2 separate regions of the Zea mays genome follow, and region 1 is linked to region 2. The links are chromatin contacts, called in public Hi-C maps. All regions are on one chromosome and are shown on one strand. Each heading gives the region's core, a stretch centred on a gene start, on an enhancer-like site or on the middle of the called end of the contact. The rest is flanking DNA. Distances are from core to core; before and after follow the strand shown. Region 1 holds the start of LOC100280861 (RING-H2 finger protein ATL2M). Region 2 has its middle 14 kb from the start of LOC100101532.

Evidence for each region. Hi-C and Micro-C count contacts between places; a contact is called where the count stands out from the background.
Region 1: a Hi-C map of leaf shows a contact between it and region 2, with 5 times the contacts expected there. The contact joins the promoter of LOC100280861 here to the enhancer-like site in region 2. A contact is called at or near these places in 7 of 25 Hi-C or Micro-C datasets (bundle sheath, endosperm, leaf and 1 more) and 1 of 3 datasets of contacts at active chromatin or transcription factors (seedling).

Annotation. Positions count from the first base shown.
Region 1 is chr6:171,469,395-171,473,485 of Zm-B73-REFERENCE-NAM-5.0, reverse strand. It overlaps LOC100280861 (RING-H2 finger protein ATL2M), which reads left to right and starts at 1,730. Exons shown (of 2, transcript NM_001153781.2): 1 at 1,730-2,598; 2 at 2,714-2,955. The coding sequence starts at 1,988. The coding sequence ends at 2,723.
Region 2 is chr6:171,341,597-171,345,571 of Zm-B73-REFERENCE-NAM-5.0, reverse strand. It overlaps the pseudogene LOC103631602. Among protein-coding and RNA genes, the nearest start is that of LOC100101532, 14 kb to the right of the region's middle. Within about 2 kb of position 1,296, at least 16 of the 20 cell types and tissues checked have an H3K27ac peak or open chromatin away from gene starts, as enhancers often do. A contact at or near this core is called in leaf, root tip and seedling, where this site is marked.

The DNA.
Region 1 (4,091 bases), core at 481-2,980, 130 kb before region 2:
CTGAACCCCATGGACAACTTTATCTTTCTCCACGCGTAATCCTAATGATACTAAGATTCTCTACACAGCCAAATTTTCCCCACAACTAGATTCTCGAAAAAGCTGGTCAGAAAAAAGCTGAACCAAACAAGGGTAAATTTTAACTTTTATAAGCTCTACGTCACTTATTTATCTAGTTATTAATTATTAAATACATTAAACCCTTGATAGTTCTTTATTGGGTGACCTTGACAATTCGATAGGTTTGGCAATCCTTAAGGTTAAGATTTATTCAAACCGAACCCTCCAATTTTATCCCATTATTTCTTAAATAATAGCATCTTATCCATATTCAGCCCTTACTTATCAGAGCACTCCAACCGTTCTCTTAACTTTTTTTCTACTCACAGATGCTACTCATCGGTTTCACGTGTCAGTTTTATTGTAAGAGTAAAATGAGAAACGGAGAAGATGATAAGAGGTACCTTCATTTTTAAGGCGTGTTTAGAAGCAAGTGTAGTGTAGGGGATTAAGGAGACCAGAATCTTTTACTATTTAAAATTGAATATCGTGGGATTCTAGACCTCTCAATTCTTTACATGTCTCCCAATCAAGTCTTTAGGGTTGACGAGGAAGAAATAAGAGTATGTTTCCGTGAGACGACGAATAGAAATTGAGTTGGAGAACATATTTGAGTTTTAGCCCCTCAACATTGGATAGAGGTTCATTTAGAGCTTGATCCGTTAGAGGTGGATTGAGAGGATTGAAGGTGATTAAATCCTTTCCTATTTAATTTTAAATAGGAGATTTAATCCCTTAATTCTCTCTAATCCCTATGCAACCGAACATGGTCTTAGGAATGATAATAATTTTATGTTGTTATTAATCATCAAAACCAACTAGAATCTTAGATGCTTTCACACCCATATGGTCTGTTTTTTATTGTAGACTGTAGTATTTGTAAAGCTAAGTTTAAATATGAGTAACAACACTTTCATCGAGCAGAGCAAATACAGCAGCATCAACAGCTTGATTTTTAGGGCCCCTTTGGTAAGGCTTATTTTTCAGCTTCGGCTCTGGCTCATGCAAAAGTTGTGCCAAACACCTCTTTTTCAAATGGCTTCACTAGTGAAGTGCTTTTCCAAAATGAACTAGAGGGCATGAGCCAAAAAAAGTGGCTCACCCGGCTTCAGCTCACGTCATTTTTGCACAATAGCCCTCCCACCAGTCCAAATTATTTTTTTTGGGTTCTGCCCTCAATCCCTAGCCACGCACAATAGCCCTCCCACCAGTCCAAACTATATAAGGGTCTTTCTGAAAAAGAACCTATAAGCCATTTTGTCAAATGATTTTTCAGAATGGCTTTGGCTCATCTAAAGAAGTGACTTCACCTTGTGAGCCAGAACCAAAGTCGTTTTTGGAGAAGTCAGAGCCCTGCCAAAGGGGCCCTTATGCTATCCCCGTACGGATACGGCTCCTTGGTCGGCCTAGTATGCACACTAGAAGTCAACGAGGCCACGGCCCTACTCCCGGACACCTCTGTTTTCAGACGAAAACGGAACACGTCTAGCGCAGCCCATACCACGCGCACGGCCCGCAGCAGACCAGCAGTCACCCTACTGCCAGTCCGTGCGCTGGCTGGAGTCAGTGACGGCCCAACGCGCATTGCTCCGATCGCCCTCATCTCCCGCTTGGCCACTCCACTCTTCCAGTTCCCACACAGGCCAAGGCCACCACCGTCCACACCAGAGCACGGCACGGCAGCGAGGTGCACCCGCCCAGTCCCCCGCCATTACTCCGATTCCCCTTCTCGGCTTCTCCTCCTTCCCCGGCAATTAATGCGGCCAACAACCAGATCCAGCCCCCCCGGAAACCTAAGCTCCCGCAAACAAATACCCTCTTCCCATTCTGCCCCTCCCCCGCGCAGCATGCCATCCCGCCCCACGACCACAGCCCCGCCGCCGCCGCCGCCGCCGCCCACGACCACCACGTGGGGAGCGAGAGAGCCATGTCCTTCCTTGACCCGCTCGCCTCGCTCGGCCTCGGCTACGCGATCGCCATCGCGTTCGGATTCCTCGTGCTCCTCGCGTCGGTGCTGCTCGCCTCCTACTTCTGCCTCCGCCGCGGGGCCGCCAGCCAGGGGTTCGGCACCGGAGCCGGCGTCGGCGTCGGCTCCACCAGGCACGCCGCCTCCTCCGCCTCCAGCTCCGGCCACATCTCCATCACCGTGCCCCGCGTCGTCTTCGTCGCGGAGGACTACGACTCGCCTGGGTCCTCCTCCCGCGGCCCCGCCGCCGCGGCCTCCCCCGTCGGGCTCGACGCCTCCGTCATCGCGTCGTATCCGATGGTGCCCTTCTCCAAGGCCGGGGCGGGGGCGGACACGGAGGTCGCGTGCTCCATCTGCCTCTGCGAGTACAAGGAGGGCGAGATGCTGCGGGTGATGCCAGAGTGCAGGCACAGGTTCCACCTCACTTGCCTCGACGCGTGGCTGCGTCGTAGCGCGTCGTGCCCCGTCTGCCGCTCGTCCCCCATCCCAACCCCCGTCGCCACGCCGCTCTCTACCCCACTCTCGGAGCTTGTCCCGCTGTCGCAGTATGCCGCCGACCGTCGCCGGAGCAGGTGATGGCGCTTGACATTTTTCTCATCTCCCATTCTTTCCCTTAGTCTGTTTGATTGATACCGCTTTTATCGACTCTGGGATACCAATCTGATTGTTCCGTTTGTTTTTGGACAGGTTTGGGTGATTAATGGGTGATGGAGATGTGAACTGTTCGGCTAGAGCTACCATAACTAGGACAAAAGTTTTTGCTTGACAGCAGTACATTATTGGACCCAGGAGGAAGACATGCAGTGTACATACATTGTTCTTCTGTTCTAAGATAGTGTCTATCAAGTGAGGTTACCTGTGATCTTATAGTTGTACGCGGAAGATTGTTCTATGAATCATCTTATTTCATCCATGACTTGCATTGCAGTGTACGTTTTTGTTTGTTGGCTATCTTATTTTGGTAGCAAGAATGTGAAAGAAGAACGAGATAGTTCTCCTGAAATGCAGGACTATCACCGTGCTAGCTAAGGGTGGAAAATTAGCCCGTGGGTTGTAGCTCGGAGCGGAGCGGAGCGGCTCGAGGCTTAGAAGTCTAAGTTGAGTCTGTTTTTTTAGCTATAGAAGAGAGTGAGTCAGCTCACCTTGGCTCGCTGCGCTCACGAGCTAACTTATAGTTTAACCTAATAACAATTTATTATTTAAAATTTTAATTAGTATATAATATTAGTACCAAATAGATAATTAGTTTATGATATTTGATATTACTCTACAAAATCAATCTATTTTCTATATCATATTAGTAGTATATTGATTTTATTAATTTAAAATATGTTATTTTAATTATTTTTAAGATTTAAGATTTTATATAATAATTTAAAGGGTAAGTTTACTCTTATGCCTAGGCTCGTTGTCCTGAGTCGACCTTTGAGGCAAGCTAGGCTTGTTTCCACTCTAGTGCTGTCTAATTTGAAAATCTATATTGTAAGGGAAGGAAGAACATTCTTCAATATAATTCTTACTAGTTAATAATATATTTTTGGGTTTTAAGAGACCTCTGGCTCTTGCGCGTCAGATAATTTGGAGAATTGGATGGTTCAGTCACGATTGATTTAATATTCAACAAAGATTAGGTATATAGTTTATGAGGAAGTTAATTACAACTGATATAATTTCTTGTGCTGATTACTGTTTAAAATTCTGGATGTAATTATGTCTTTGAAGTATAAGTACCATGTTATTCATTACGGAAAATCCTTTCTTCCTATTTTTTTAAACTGCTAAAATATACTTGGTGCTATAGACTAGTCTGACTTTTGAAATCTTGTCATGGTTGGATAAAAAAGTAAACCAATTGAGACTAGCTGATATCATGACATGATAAGTTTGTACTCTTATTTACCTACTGGGTTCTTTTAAGGGAAACTGCATGTAAGACCAACTCCAGCAGACTCCCTCTCCGTATCCCTAAAACGCGCGGGCAACACATTCTCTCTCCTCTCCGTATCCGTCTCCGTTTCCAGCAACACTCCCCATCCCACTCCGCATGCAGTCTATGACACCTGGG
Region 2 (3,975 bases), core at 47-2,546:
GAGAAGGTTGGCCGCGCGGGACCGAGGACGGGACAAGCGCTCTCTTGGAGCCGCTCGCTTCCCTCACCCGCGTGGACGCTTGTAACCCCCCTACTGCAAGCGCACCCAACCTGGGCGCGGGACGAACACGAAGGCCGCGGGACTTCCACCTCTCTCACGCCCGTCTCTGGCCACCTCGCCTCTCCCCCCTTCGCGCTCGCCCACGCGCTCGACCCATCTGGGCTGGGGCACGCAGCACACTCACTCGTCGGCTTAGGGACCCTCCGGTCTCGAAACGCCGACAGTACCCCTAATTATGGTCCCCGACATATATAAATGCAGATAGTTTTAGAGCTCTAAATTAATTTAAGTTCAAAAATAAATAGAAATATAGTCTGATCCTAATCTAATTCGATTATTAAATTAGAGTTTATTGTCACCCTTACGCATCAGCTTATTATTAAACTTGCTCTTATAATATGAGATTTTCCCCTAACTTTATGGATTTGTTTTTTGTGAATCACTTTTTTCATGATCACATATGTAAACTTAAGTTTCTCCTTATCCGATATTGTATTCACTCTTGTCTTGATCCCCCCCACCACACACACAGAGCAAGCTAAATCTCAAACTTACACGCTTATAAGGCAGCCAAGAGGATCGTCGTTGTCCGAAAACATACTTTACGCTCTTTGTTGAGCACAAAAATGGACAGCCGGGCTGTCCGACCCTATAGGTCGGTCCGTGGTTCGGATGATCCGTGTGTGTATAGAATTAGTTAGGGTTCTAGATTTGTAACTAAATTTGCTAGCAAAATCTACAAAATTAACTTGATAATCGACTTATAATGGATCTAGATCTCCCTCGTACTGTAAACAGATACCTCGTTGCCGCTCGAAGATCCATTCCTCGCCTATCATACACGTCCGTAGTCCGTCTGCTACTGTAGACAGGGACGAACAAGGAGGGAGGTGGCTTCAGATGCAGTTGTTTGATTGTTTCCTTCGGCGAGGCTGCCGATGCTGTCCCGATCCATCCGGTGGCCGTTTTGGTCTCGGACGCTAGCGCAGACGGCAGATCTGTGCGTGCGGCGTGCCTCTAGAGGTCTAGATTACTAGTTTGTCTAGGTTTCATGTTTCCGGTGCCAACAGTGAGATCGAAACATTGTTCCAATGGTGTGGGCTTGTGATGCTTTTTTTTCGTTGTTGAGGACCCTTTCTGGACCTTTTTTTTTTTTCTGTTGCTTTGCTGTATAGACGGCAGAACGAGCCAAACCTATTGGACCAGTATAGTCCTATATCAAAGAAGCGCCGCACTAGACCAACACCTGCATGAGGTCCATGGTTCCATACCGACACGAAGCACGGTTTAGGGCCGTTTATGGACCGCAGTTCCAGCCCGTAGTGCTAGTATGAGCACGATATATAATTAATAGATACAATGTGCCCTGATACATTTTTACGGCATGTTCAGAAACAAAGTATTTTAAAATTATGGTTATGTAATACTACGGTTTTAAAATATCATCACACAAATGTATTATTTATACATCACTCCTAGCAATACTAGCAATACGTGTTTAGTGACAAAGTATCTAAAACCATAATATTTAGTGTACATATGGAAGGCTAGTCATAGACAAAAACTTGGAGTTGCAGTGAAGTTTTAAATACTCTAAAATATCATGGTATCTACAAAATTATGGTATTTAAAACATAGTTTTTTTTACCATGGTATCCAAACACATTTTAACAAAAAATACTATAGTTACCTCAAAACTTTAAAAATACTTTCCTTCCGAACACCCCTATCCATCAGATAGCTTTGGGATAGATTTTATCTATTGGATTCACTATAAAATCGATGCACACGATACGAATGAAACTAATATAGCAAATTATTTCTTACAAGATAAAATTGATGCACACAATTAAAAGCAACTAATATAGCAAATTAAATCTAATTTATGGCATGGATAACCAATTTGACATGGAATCGGTTTTGGGTACATGAGAAATTAAGCGACCCGGTGACTGACATTATATAAATCGGATAATTTGCATTACGAATTCATTGATCTTGGATTTGACATTTACCATATCCTTCTCCGACGATATCTGACAACTTCACTCGCTACTGTGACGCATTCCCAAATCGGACAAGAGCTCGAGCAAAGCGTTGTGAGACGTGCCACCTTGCTGCAGAGCCTCCAGGGCCTTCTCCTTCGCCGCCATTGAGCTCCCACGGAGCGCACGCCCGTCCTCCGAGTGCATCACCCACCTGACCTTCGCCTCCACCTCCTCCGCAGTGACCACCTCCCCGTCGTACCCTGCTATTTCCACCCCGACCCTCGCGTCCTCCACCATGAACACCTTGTTCAGCCGCTGCTCCGCGTACAGCGGCCAGCACAGCAGCGGGACGCCTGCCGTTATCCCCTCTAGAATCGAGTTCCAGCCGCAATGGGTGACGAACGCGCCGGTCGCCCTGTGCCGGAGCACGTCCACCTGCGGCGCCCATGACTTGACCACCAGCCCTCGCGCTTTGGTCTTCTCCAAGAACCCCTCCCGCAGGAGCTCGCCGAGGTCGGGTTCGGGTAGCTGACGATTACCGTCGGCATACAACCCCGTGCCGTCGGGCCGCGGGCTCCGTACCACCTACAGGAACCTCTGCCCGGACATCTCGAGCCCGGTGGCGATCGCCTCGAGCTGCCTCTTGGAGAACGAGCCCATGCTCCCAAAGCAGAGGAACACAACGCTGTTCTCCGGCTGCGCGTCCAGCCACACAAGGCACGCGTGCTTCTTGTCCTGGACCTCTCCGCCTCCAGAGACCAGCGGACCGACGCAGTAAACCGGCGGCGTGGGACGGCCCGGGACGCACGCGCCGTCCCTGAGGGCGGCCACCACCCTGGGCTCCAGCCACTCGAACGTGTTGACGAGCATGCCGCGGCATGCCGGGACCCGCTCGAACGCGCTAAGGAACACCCTGTACACCTGGTTGTCGCGGTCGAGGGCGTTCACGGGGAGCTCCGTGGGTCTGAACGCGGGAACGCCCGGAAAGCAGAGCGGCGCGTCGCCGATGTCCCCGAAGCTGGCGTTCACCTCGGCCTGCTTCTGCGGCATGTGCAGGCTGACGGCGAGGCTGCTGGCGCCGGAGGTGTAGAAGAGGTACGCCGGCACGCCGAGATCCGCGGCGACGTCGAGCGCGTCGACGCAGAAGATGTCGAGGACGAGCGCGCACACGGAGGCGGATTGGAGCGCCGAGCGGAGGTAGTCGCGGAGCGGCGCGTTCGATTGGCGGAGGAGGGCGAACGGATTGTGCGGCGGCTCCTGGCCCTGGTCCTGCTCGACGGCGGCCGGGGGAACGGTGTTGGGCGGTGGCAGTGGCAGCATGTGGAAGTTGATGGACGGGTTGGCCTCAACGGCGCGCGCAACCGCGGACGAGGCGTCCGTCGACGCGGCGGGCGGCACGACGACGACGACGGTCACGGCGAGGCCGCGCCGCAGGAAGAGCTCGCTCAGCTCCACCATCGGCCGGTGGTGGCCGACGCCGATGCCTGGATACAGAATCACCGTGTGCCGGCTGCCGACTCGCCCGCGTGGTGTCGGCCGTGCGCGCGCGACTACGCTATTATATTTGGGCCGTTGGGCCCGTTTGTTCTGTCGGGACTAAGTTTTAGTTTTAGGCCCCGTTTCAATCTCACGGGACTTCCTACTAAACTTTAGCTATATGAATTGAAGTGCTAAAGTTTAGTTTCAATTACCACCATTAGCTCTCCTGTTTAGCTTACAAATGGCTAAAAGTAGCTAAAAAAAGCTGCTAAAGTTTATCTCGCGAGATTGGAACAGGGCCTTAACCTTTGATTTTAGAGATTAAAAATATTCAGAATATATTAAATTGATCATAAGAAGACCAAAATAACTCTTAACATTCTCCCGTCATTAGTTTAACTAAAATAAATGATGAATAAAAAGTGAAATTAATATGGTTTAGTTAATT